Linked DNA regions of Zea mays: regions 1 and 3 are each linked to region 2. The links are chromatin contacts, called in public Hi-C maps. All regions are on one chromosome and are shown on one strand. The core of a region is the stretch at or near the end of the contact, and the rest is flanking DNA. Distances in the headings are between cores, read along the strand shown.

Region 1 (3,848 bases), core at 962-3,461, 170 kb before region 2:
CTTGAAGAGGATGTTCTTGAAATTAACCAAACCAAAAAAACAATGAGCTATCTATTGTCTCGCAATATAGTAAATTGAACAAAAAAACATGACTGCTTGTTGGATAGCAAAACAGTATATTGGCATGGCTTGTTGGATAGCAGTAGAACAGAATGCGACCACAAAAAATGACTGCTTTAGCTAACATGACTGATTGAAAAGGACAGCACTTGAGAGCCTCTTGTGATAGCATCAATCAGCTAAGACCATGACGGTAAAATGGCTACAAAAAATGACAAAGTATGAATTGAACCTCTACAAAAAGTGACAAGGAAATGCACAATCAGAATTAAATAAAAGTCAGAATTGAATGCATTTGATGTTCTACACATCAAACAGCAGGAATAACTCAATGGTGATGCTAAGAATATCAAATTACACAATGTGGAGTCTATAAGTGCTGATAAATTTGAGATTCAACAAAAATGAAATGTTTAGTTATTCACATATGATATATATATATATATATATATATATATATATATATATATATCACTCAAAAAAAAGTGTGGTCTTAATCTTGTCGTACTTCCAGAAACAGTATATATTATATATTCATGAGCACAGATGCATAAAAACCACCAGCTTAGTTACTCTGCAAGCCAAATTCGATCTCAAAAACTGTGATTGATATTCTAAGGGCAAAAGAAAAATCAACTCAAATTGATCCATGGCTAGAAGCTTATGTGTAATCTTTCTCATTTTCTTTTTTTCTTGAAGTTTTGTACCAGGTTTCATTTACATCTTTTAATAAAGCACGGCAGAGGATAGAACCCCTCCTGTTTTCCTTCAAACAAAAAAATTACCAAGTAGAAATCGGAGTATAGGCCATTCTCTGTCCACGTCAAACTGACTTTGTCCAGCTCAAACTCATGAATCCCGCGGGAAGCAAACACAGGAGCCTCCTTGTTGGATCTCCAAATCATGCTTATTAAAGCGTCGCTTAAGCGACGTTTAAGCGTCGCTTAAACGCTAAAACGTGATTAGGGACTAAAACTTCAGCATGTTTTACGAAATAGGTGTTGAACGTCCGTTTTGGACGTTTAAGCGTCCTCTGAGCGTCTGAAACACGTTTTACGGCGTTTTGGACGTTTTACGGACGTTTTAGATGTAATGGGCCTTCCTGGGCCGTCCTCAAACCCTACACGTCCTCAGCCGCGCCAGCCGCCTAGCCGTCCTCAGCCTGCAGCCACTACAACGTCGCCCAGACTCCAGAGTCTAGAGCCGCCAGGACGCCAGGTACGCCGCTGGGCGCCGGCCCCCTCCTCCCTCTTCCCTCTGCAGTCTGCACAAACGCGACGCGGCGCAGACCGCAGAGAGCTCGCCAGCTCGGTCCCCTCCTGGCCTCCTCGCAAAGCCGCCAGCCTCCGCGCAGAGCGCACAAACCCAAGGCGGCACCGGCCCCCTCCTCCCTCTTGCGCAAGCCCCACTGTGCTGCTCTGCTCTCTGCGCAAGCCCCACTGCGCTGCTCTGCGCAAGCCACCAGTGCAAGCCGCCGCCCGCCAGTGCCCAGTGAATTTCTATTTGATGTGTTGATTTTGCTCACATTGAATCAGTCTCTATTTGCTGACAGTGAATTTCAATGGCAACAAATTGTGTGGTTGAACTTGATCTGTTTGTTTTTATGCTAATGTTATTTGGTTTGTGAACTCAACTTATGTAATATGTATGAACTTATTCTATATTTGAAATTCTATGTCAAGTCTGAAAAAACGTGTCAACGTTCGTTTAAACAATGAAAAAGTTAGTTCATAACGTTTTACCGCTTTAATAAGCATGCTCCAAATCTTCATCAAGAATGCGTGGCACAGATCAGGCTAGAACCGCGACCGGGTGAGATGAGATCCGTACCCTACACAGATGGACCGTGTCCAGGGGAACGAGGGGCAGAGGGAAGGGAGATGGAGGATGCGAGGAACGCACTCACTCTCTGCCTGCGAGAAGTCGGCGACGCGGAGCGCCCAGATGGCCAGATGTCGAAGAATCCAGACCAGACGGAGGCGAGGCCTAGCGCGGAGGGCGGCGGCTCCCGAGCGGATGGAGGCAGTGGAGGCGGACGTGCGCGGATGTAGGCAGCGGAGTCGGCGTGCGATGGAGGAGGCGGAGGCGGCGCGGCGAAGGCGGCGGACGGGCTCGAGTCTGTCACGGCCCGTGGCCGCCGGGACGTGAGCGCGCGGCCGCCGTTGACGGTGTCGAACGACAGCGATTCGGTGGAATTTTGTTCACAAAGAAATTTGGAATTATGCTATGAGAATTAGATTTCGTCACTTTACGATTATTTAGAGGGATTTCGAGCGTAGCCGCTATAATACCATTAATAATTATATCTATATATCTACTTCTCTATTATCTCTACTATAAAGCATCAGTTTCAACGATTGTCCCACATCATCTTTTTACAAATAACTCCTCACAGCAATTTCAAATTAACTCGTTGCACGTAAAACAATACAGGAGGTGTGGTTTGAACTCATGCCCTGATGGAAGAAGGACATAAAACATTAGGTGAATCTGTCTAACCAATAGAATATCATGCTCAAATGTTTTTAATATTGAATATAAATTGTATATATATGTATATACGTTTTTTTTAAATAAAAGAATATAATCTTGTCGGGTCGGGCCAGCACTACGGACCGAGGTTATAGCTCAAGCACGACACAACTTTTTGGCTCTTGTAAGCATTAGGTCGTTTCTGAGACCACATTGACGCAATGAACTCCATGGTGTTTGAGATTGCTGAATTGGATGAAGGAATAATGATTTGTCACACTAACAGTAAAATGAAATGTTATTTGTTAGTTTTAAATGTTAGTAATTGCTACGAAATAACATAATTTATATGGAGCACATCTGGTTTTTATTGATGTTTGACTTTAGCAATCACTTCATATTTTGATCTATCTTTTTTATAAGTTTGAGTTCATGTGACTTATTTTAGAAATTTGACCTCACGGATTTTCTCTTATTTGGTCTCTATATGGTGAAATTATGTCATTCTATAATCTCTGTTTGTTCAGTTAGTCGTTGTGAACTCTCTTCTAATCACTCACTTCATTGGTCGTGTTGTACCAAGACATATTGGATGGAGTAAACAATAATATCAGTTAGCCAAATCAAAAAAAAATATGGAGAGCGGAGATAATCAATAAAAAATCTTGAATTTTTTTGGTGGATAGTTTACGTTGGTATTGTTGTAAGTCGTCGCAACGCACGGGCAACCGACTAGTCATTAAAAAATGGTAACTTTAGATATATATATTATTGACTCATTAAAAGATTGTAACTTTAGATATATATTATTGACTCTGCATGTCGTTAACTCATGTGAACCACACATGTATGTGAGATAGTAATGGTATATATCTAAATTTATAACCTTTTAATGATACAGATCCAAATTTTTCCAATAATAAAATGAAAAAAGGATTAGATACAATTACGCGTCGAGCACTCAGTCATCATCGACAAACCATTCGAGTGTGCGCCAGCGTCGACCGGAGGGCAAGGGAAGGCGCAGGCGACGCGGCGTGCGTACACGATGCGAGTAGCCTCTCCTCTTGTCGCTAGATCGTTGTCGTCTCGCTTAGCTTGTGGAATGAAGGCGTCATCAAGGTCTGATGCGAACGCGACTACGGCTTTCGGTGGTGCTCCTCTCCTACTCCATGGTGCTCCTCTCCTACTCCCTCTTCTTTCTCGCTGGCATCTTCGACTCGCTCCTCTTCATCCAGGTACTGAGGTACGTGACGGTAAGCCCTACGCCACGTTCCGATTCGTAGCTTCCTTGTAGCGCCGCTCATGATCTAGGC
Region 2 (3,448 bases), core at 31-2,530:
GTGAACTCTAGCCACTTGAGAGAGACAAGAAGTTGAAATAGATTTTGATATTTATGATTGCCACGACAACGATGACATATGCATTCTTTTGAGATTTGTCTAAACCATTAAATCACATGCCATTTTTTTGTTCCACTTGTTTTTATTGTTTTGTGCTATATGTGAGTTCTCTGTGTGTTGTCATTGAATTAAAAAAGCTATTACTGAAAGAAGCAAAAACACTATCGTGTCAATGAGAGTTTATTACCTTGGTTCTTGATACCTCGATAAAAACACCAACACGCTAATGAAAGTTTATATCTCTATCGTATTAAATATTCTACATTTATATTATTGTCTTTGGTTGTGTGCTTTATCATATTTCTTAGTTATAGGTTAGTGGATAAGTCTAGAACCTAGGCAGCAAAACTCCTTTTACGATAAATATTGCATCACTTGGACAAAACTTTAGCGTCTACTAGGCACAATTGTTGCTTGTTCGAAAAGCAGCTTATCCGAGAAGCGGGTGAAAAGTAGCTTCAACTTATTATCTGCTTTTAGACCATTCTAAGAAATAGTTGAACTAATAAGATGCTACGAAAGTGCCATGTTTGGTATAGCTTCTCCTTAAACCCGTGAAGAAGCTATGCTAAACAGGGTCTTAGTTGCATATATCAACGTTTGTTATTTACTCCTGTTTACGAGAAAAATAAAGGTCTACATTAGTGCGAAAAATACTTGCCCTAATTTATCCTATCTTAGACGCGGCAATTCCTTTCACAAATAACAATTTCATCCATTGATGAGGAGAAAGACCAAAGTTTGAGCAAAAATGGGTATATTTGACACAACTCTTGCTTGTTGGAAAACAACTTATTTGAGAAAAAACAATAAAAACAGCTTCTGCTTATTACCTACTTATAATTTATTCTAAAAATGGATGAACTGATAGGCTGTTATAGAAACACTCTATTTAATATAGTTTCTACATGAATCTACGAAGAAACTGTCAAATAACTTGTGCTAAACAGAACCGTAAGACTATCTCTAACAGTTTACCCTCTCTATACTCATATTTAAACTGCATTCTACGAACAGTGCAATCAAAGTAAATTGCGACGGTCTAATGAAGACTTCCAAAACCAACTTAGACAATTATCGTAGGGCCCCCAGCATGCCCTGCCCGAAAATATGGGCCACAACCCATATACGCAGGTCACCAAACCGCGACCCACCGTCCTGCGAAGCCCACATCCACATCCTCCTCTCCTCTGGCCATCTTCCCCGCTCTTCATTCGCTAGACGACACAACACCGCGTTCAGCCGCTCTAGAACCCTAGCTCCCCGCCCCGCGAGATGGCCACTGCCGACGGCGAGCCCCAGCCCGTGGCCACCGACCCCGCCCAGGTCCAGGCTCCGGCACCGGCACCGGCACCCTACCCTTCCCCGGCCAAGCGCAAGCCCGAGGCGGATGTGGAAGCCGACGCCAACCTTGCGCCCCCTAAAGCCGCGCGTCCCGACGTCGACGAGGAGGCCGCCGCTGTGGCCGAGGCTGCCAGGGCCAGTGCTCGCGCGGCTGACAAGGGTAAGGGCAAGATGGTAGTCGAGGAGGAGGAGGAGGAGGAGGAGGAGGAGGAAGACGACAGCGAGGAGAGCAGCGACGACGACGAGGGCGGCGGCGGCGGCAGCAGCGATGACGACGAGCTCGTTGAAGACCCGATGGCCGAGGTAGACCTCAGCAACATCCTCCCCTCGCGGACCCGCCGCCGCGCCCCCCCGCAGCCCGGGGCGTACCTCGTCACTCCGGAGGAGGCTGCCGCGGAGGACGACGACGACGACGCTGACGTGGTTCCTGAGGAGGATGAGGGAGCGGAGGGAGAGGAGAGCGATTAAGGCTGCCTCGGCACGGACTCACTAGGTAATTTCTTTATCCTGCCTCTTGTGCTACTCAAACGCATCTGTGAACCCTGTTAGCTCGTGCGTTTTGATTTTGGCGTTTTTTTAATTGCAATAATTTATCTGCAAGGTTCCAGGGCAATGTGACCGTGTGTTACCTAAAACCGGTTCTGTGCAGATTGATACGCATTACATATGTTGTGTTTTTGCACCTATGCCTTGTATTTCTGGTATGTAAATACGGCATACACCCTATTTGTGATGTTTCACTTGTAGTTGGATGACATCGTTGAAATCACATTGTTTGGTGGTGTTCTCAAAATGGGTTCAGTTAGAGCTTTGATGCTAATTAGATATAAATGTTACTTTGCGAGCAAGAGTTTATGATGAAACCAGTTTATGCTGGATCCTGTTTGGCACAGCTCCACCACCTATTCCTGGAGCTGTTTAGATCCGTTTTGTGCTGGGTAAAATAAAACAGCTCCACTCATAGATTCTCTTAAAACATGCTCTCATGAGCGATGGAGGGGAGATAGAGTTGAAAATAGTAGCTTCACCCAGCTCCAACTCGCTCTGGCGGGCCTTGCATGAGAGCATGTTTTAAGGACCTTCACGTGTGGAGCTGTTTTGCCAAATGATTCACTAAAACAGCTCCAACTTCACTGGTAGAGTTGCTTGTGGAACTGAAGCAAAAAAAAAGAGGCTTCACTAGTGAAGTTGAGCTGTGCCAAACGGGACTTCAATTGAGTTTTTTGTGTTATGTGGATTCACCAACTTTAGCCCATGATATACGGTCATAGTTCTCTATTGAAACATGTACATCAAAATAGCAATACACTGTTCCTACTACGAAGCGTACTCATTTGGAAACTGAGAAACTGTTAAGTCATCTGTCATGGGCTATGCTGATCAGGAGGGTTGGTAGTTCTGTATATTGGATTTATGTGTTTAAATGAATTATACTTGCTTTGCAAAATATGCTAGTATTGTGAATTTGTGATCCTGAAATTGGCCTAGGTGATGCCGAGGCTCTAAGTGCAATACTGCTGCTCTGGTTTTACATTGGCAGTTAAATTACTGGCATGACCTAGGCCACAAGGGGAAGCGTGTAAAGAAATGCATGCATTGAAGTGAGACTGGGTGCATGGATGGGCAGAGTGTGTTGTGGCATGTTTGGAGGAGGCGCTGACGTGATAAGAGTGCTAAGGTGGGAAGAATGGATGGCAAGAAAATTATGCTAGGAGGTGGGCAGGGGATGGAGGGGAGGGGATGTTGCTTTTGGTATGAATATTTTTGGGCTGGAATGTGTATGACCTGCCTTAACCATAAGCTGCGACACACCTGTGCCAAGGTCTTCCTCTCTTATGTGTAAGGCCTCATATGGATCTTAAGGTGCAATCCATGTATTTCATGAATGAAATCCCCAATCTCTTCTCCTGCCATCCTCATCCGCACATGGTCAACCAACCGTGCACCAGCGGCAGACCTTCCCAACAGCCACTGCTCGTAGCCTGCATGAGAGTGCTGCCAATGCGATATCCACCAGTCTGAAACCCGATGCTGTTGGAGCCCT
Region 3 (3,478 bases), core at 774-3,273, 190 kb after region 2:
AGGAAGCCGTCAAGCCGTCGGACATAGGAAGCCGTCGGACATAACCGAAGTGGGTCCCACAGGCGATGGGTAAAACGGTTGCCCACCCTTATCTCCGACGGTCGGATGAGGCCGTCGAAGATAGCTTATGTTCGATGACAGCCGTCGGACCTAACTCTATTTCCGACGCCTTACCTCCGACGGCTTAAAACCGTCGGAGATAGGTTAATGCCGTCGGACATAAGCTATCTCCGACGGTGTGAAGCTTATGTCCGACGGCTTTGGCCGTCGGATGTTTGTTAGTTTACTGTAGTGATTTCGATACAGTATTTAACTTATATCCAAGTTATGATTGAGAGGATAGTACATATTAGAATAATAGATAGAATGGTACACGTGATTAACGTGATCTCTGATTATATATTTAGAATTTGTTATATACGACTGCTACAGCAGTCAGTGACCTGATCAAATTCCGGTTTATAAGTAAAATATAAACACGTTACGCGGATGTGTGCAATGCATGCGTGGATTGTGTCGTGCGCTTGGCGTGCGTTCCGTGGCAATCAAAATTTTGGTTGGCCTGATCTGTTTTGAGTTTGGACTCGGTTCCGGAGCAGCGTACCTACGTACGGCGTCTCCTAGTGCATACAAGCAACAACGGCTCCGGCCGCATGCAACCGGCGGGTATTCCGATCGGTGGACTGCCTCCCGTCTGATCTCTGATGAAGTGATCATGCATGGATTATGACAGCGACGGCACAGGCCGACGGTCCGAGTGACTGACTGACTGACATAGACACTAGACAGTGTGAGTATATACGGACGGTGCTGGGGTCGGCAGCAGGCACTGCGCTACCTCACTGGGGCTTTCCACCCGCCCGTGTCGCCCACCGCACCACACGCACGGTCCGGCGGTGGCAGGCACCCCGGCCGGCAGTGCCCATGGGCGATGGCCCATGCCATGCCTGCGCGCCATCGCCGTCGTGTCGCGTCGCAATCTGTCCGAGCAGAGAAAAACCATGTTGCTCCGGTGTCCGGTTGCGCTCTCTCTCTCTCTCTCTCAAAGATATGAGGAGTTGAAGACCAAGGACGACGAGAGACATGATGATGGCAAGCTGCTCCTTGGTTTTACATGGATGGCGCCGTCAACGCAGGAACCGTCATCTCTGCTGCCGCAGCAGCTTATTATTATTATTATTATGTCACCACCACACTGCTGCATACATGCGTGCTCCAGGCAGCAGCACTGCACGCCATCCTCCTTAGATGCAGCATCGCTCCAGTAAGCAGCAGCAGCACAGACCAGCAAGACTGCAACGCGCGCAAGCAGACATGTCAGTCAGTTTGTAGTAGTTTCTTGTTTTATTTGCCAGACGACCGACCGACTGACTGACTCAGGCAAAAACTCGAACAAGTTTTCATTCAGCACTCCAACACACGGGAAACCTGAACATCATATATCAGTCTACACGGCATGCATCTGGGGTGTTTCAGAGCCTATCAAAACGCGATCCTCCGAGGAAAAAGAAGTGGAACGTACGTACCATCCTCTGAGGAAGGTGATGCAGTCGGCATCGTCCTGGTCCTGCAGGTAGCGGTAGCGAAAGGGGGCGCCGTCGGACGGAGCTGGGGGCTGCTCGGGCCAGCTGCCAGTGTAGTAGTAATAAGGAGGGTTCGCCGATTCGCCAAGGTAGCCCTGGTACTGGTAGCCGTAGCCGTAGCCCCCCTGCGGCGGAGGAGGATACAGCCCTGGCTGAGAGTCCGGGTACAAGTGGTTGTGAACTGAATGGAGGACACGAAACTGGACGGTCAACCTCGAAACAAAGAATAGACAGAGCAGCTCTATACTTTCATAGGAGGAGGAGCAGTGACTTGCCTTGCGGCGAGTACGAGTCCTTGGATCCCTGCATGCTGTAGTCCATGATCCTTCTCTCCGTTTCCCGTCCTCCTTTTGTCTCTAGTTTTTTTTTGCAGATTCAAGCAAATACAAGAACTCAACTACACAAGCTAGAGCTAGCCAGGGTCGGCTGCTCTGGGTACTCGCTTGTTTCTTTGGGACTAGCGTGACTCTTCAGGCCTGCCGCGCGCGGATCGCTAGAATTTTCCTCGTCACGACATGGTACGTCGGCACCGCTCGTGCCTATCCATAACGCCGGTATCCGCCGAAATCGCCAGTTTATGATATGGCTATCCATAAGGTTCCGTTGTTTTATTTCGTTTTGAGAAATTAAAATCTTACTAATAAAATAGTTTATTTTTTTAGAATATGACATTCCACTACTTTCCGAAGTTATTATATAAATCTATCTCAAATTCATAGAGATAAAAAATGGAAATTGATTTTATAGATTTACATGCTATTTTTCGACATACAACTTATAATACACTCTTCTATTTGCTTCGCTATAACATAAATATGGTATATAACTATCTCTCTCATATTATTTAGAATAATATAAAAATATATTACATATATAAATATATGAACCTAATTAGTTTTGTCTAAATTATAATTATTAAAATGGAATTCAGTTCCAACGAAACAAACCGGGCCTAAGGGTATATTTGGTTTTCTTGCCAAATTTTCTTCCATCGTGAGCCTTGCCAACTGTTGAGAGCATAAATTAGCCCTATGGACGGTCCGCGATCCTGACGGTCTGCAGTGGTGGCGCAGACGGTCCGCGCGTACGTAGAATTAGTTAGGGTTTCGAGTTTCTTGCGGAATTTATTTGTTAGCAAGAATTGTAGAATTAACTCAGGAAACGACTTGTAAACGGGTTCATACCTTCCCTTTATATAGATGAAGCGCTACGACCGTTTGAAGACACAAAATCCATCAAATCAAATCTATTTATCGGTTTTACCTTTTCGTTCTTCCAATTCCTAGGAGTAGGAGTAATTTAGCCTTAGGATTAGATCTAGTTTAGTCTTTCACAACAATCTTGTCGGCGTTTTGGACCCGCGAGGACCCTCAACCGACTAGTGAATTTGATGCTGCGTGTCCCTGCCCAGATGGGTTGATGCAAGATGAAACACAAGAGGGAGGATGATGCTTATATTATCTTGCACTGGGGTGCTCGTAGTAGGGGTTACAAGCGTCGCGAGAGAGAGGGTTTGGCCTTGGAGTGAGCCGTCTGAGTTGGCCTCCTTCGCCTCCGCCCCCTTCCCTCCCCTTTGGGAAGGCCCTGGACATCTCCTTTTATAGATACAAGGAGATGATCCAGCTGTATATATGGGGGTGTAGCTATGCGCTAATGTGGCAGGCGGAGAAGTGCTTGAGCCCTGTAGAAGCATAGCTGACGGTGTGGTCCTGGGTCCTGCTGACGTTTCTTTGCCTTCGTAGAGAGTTGAGAACAATCGACGTCATGGATGCAGGCAGGGAACCATCATTACCTATTGCCGGAGTAGTCTAGATGGGACACCGGTCTTGCTCCTTCGTAGCCTGAGGCAACTAGCTAGGGGTAGGGTAATGATGTATCCCCTATGGCGTAGTCGG

The links. A called contact is a pair of places that touch in the nucleus more often than the background predicts.
Region 1: a Hi-C map of leaf mesophyll shows a contact between it and region 2, with 2.2 times the contacts expected there. The contact joins the promoter of LOC100283925 here to the promoter of LOC100275065 in region 2. A contact is called at or near these places in 6 of 25 Hi-C or Micro-C datasets (bundle sheath, ear, endosperm and 3 more).
Region 3: a Hi-C map of tassel shows a contact between it and region 2, with 2.4 times the contacts expected there. The contact joins the promoter of LOC100280789 here to the promoter of LOC100275065 in region 2. A contact is called at or near these places in 2 of 25 Hi-C or Micro-C datasets (bundle sheath and tassel).

Annotation. Positions count from the first base shown.
Region 1 is chr2:67,017,369-67,021,216 of Zm-B73-REFERENCE-NAM-5.0, forward strand. LOC100283925 reads right to left here and starts at 2,212. Exons shown (of 5, transcript NM_001156823.2): 1 at 1,963-2,212.
Region 2 is chr2:67,187,915-67,191,362 of Zm-B73-REFERENCE-NAM-5.0, forward strand. It overlaps LOC100275065, which reads left to right and starts at 1,281. Exons shown (of 2, transcript NM_001149256.1): 1 at 1,281-1,897. The coding sequence starts at 1,336. The coding sequence ends at 1,872.
Region 3 is chr2:67,380,248-67,383,725 of Zm-B73-REFERENCE-NAM-5.0, forward strand. It overlaps LOC100280789, which reads right to left and starts at 2,024. Exons shown (of 3, transcript NM_001153710.1): 1 at 1,859-2,024; 2 at 1,527-1,764; 3 at 1,109-1,293. The coding sequence starts at 1,904. The coding sequence ends at 1,245.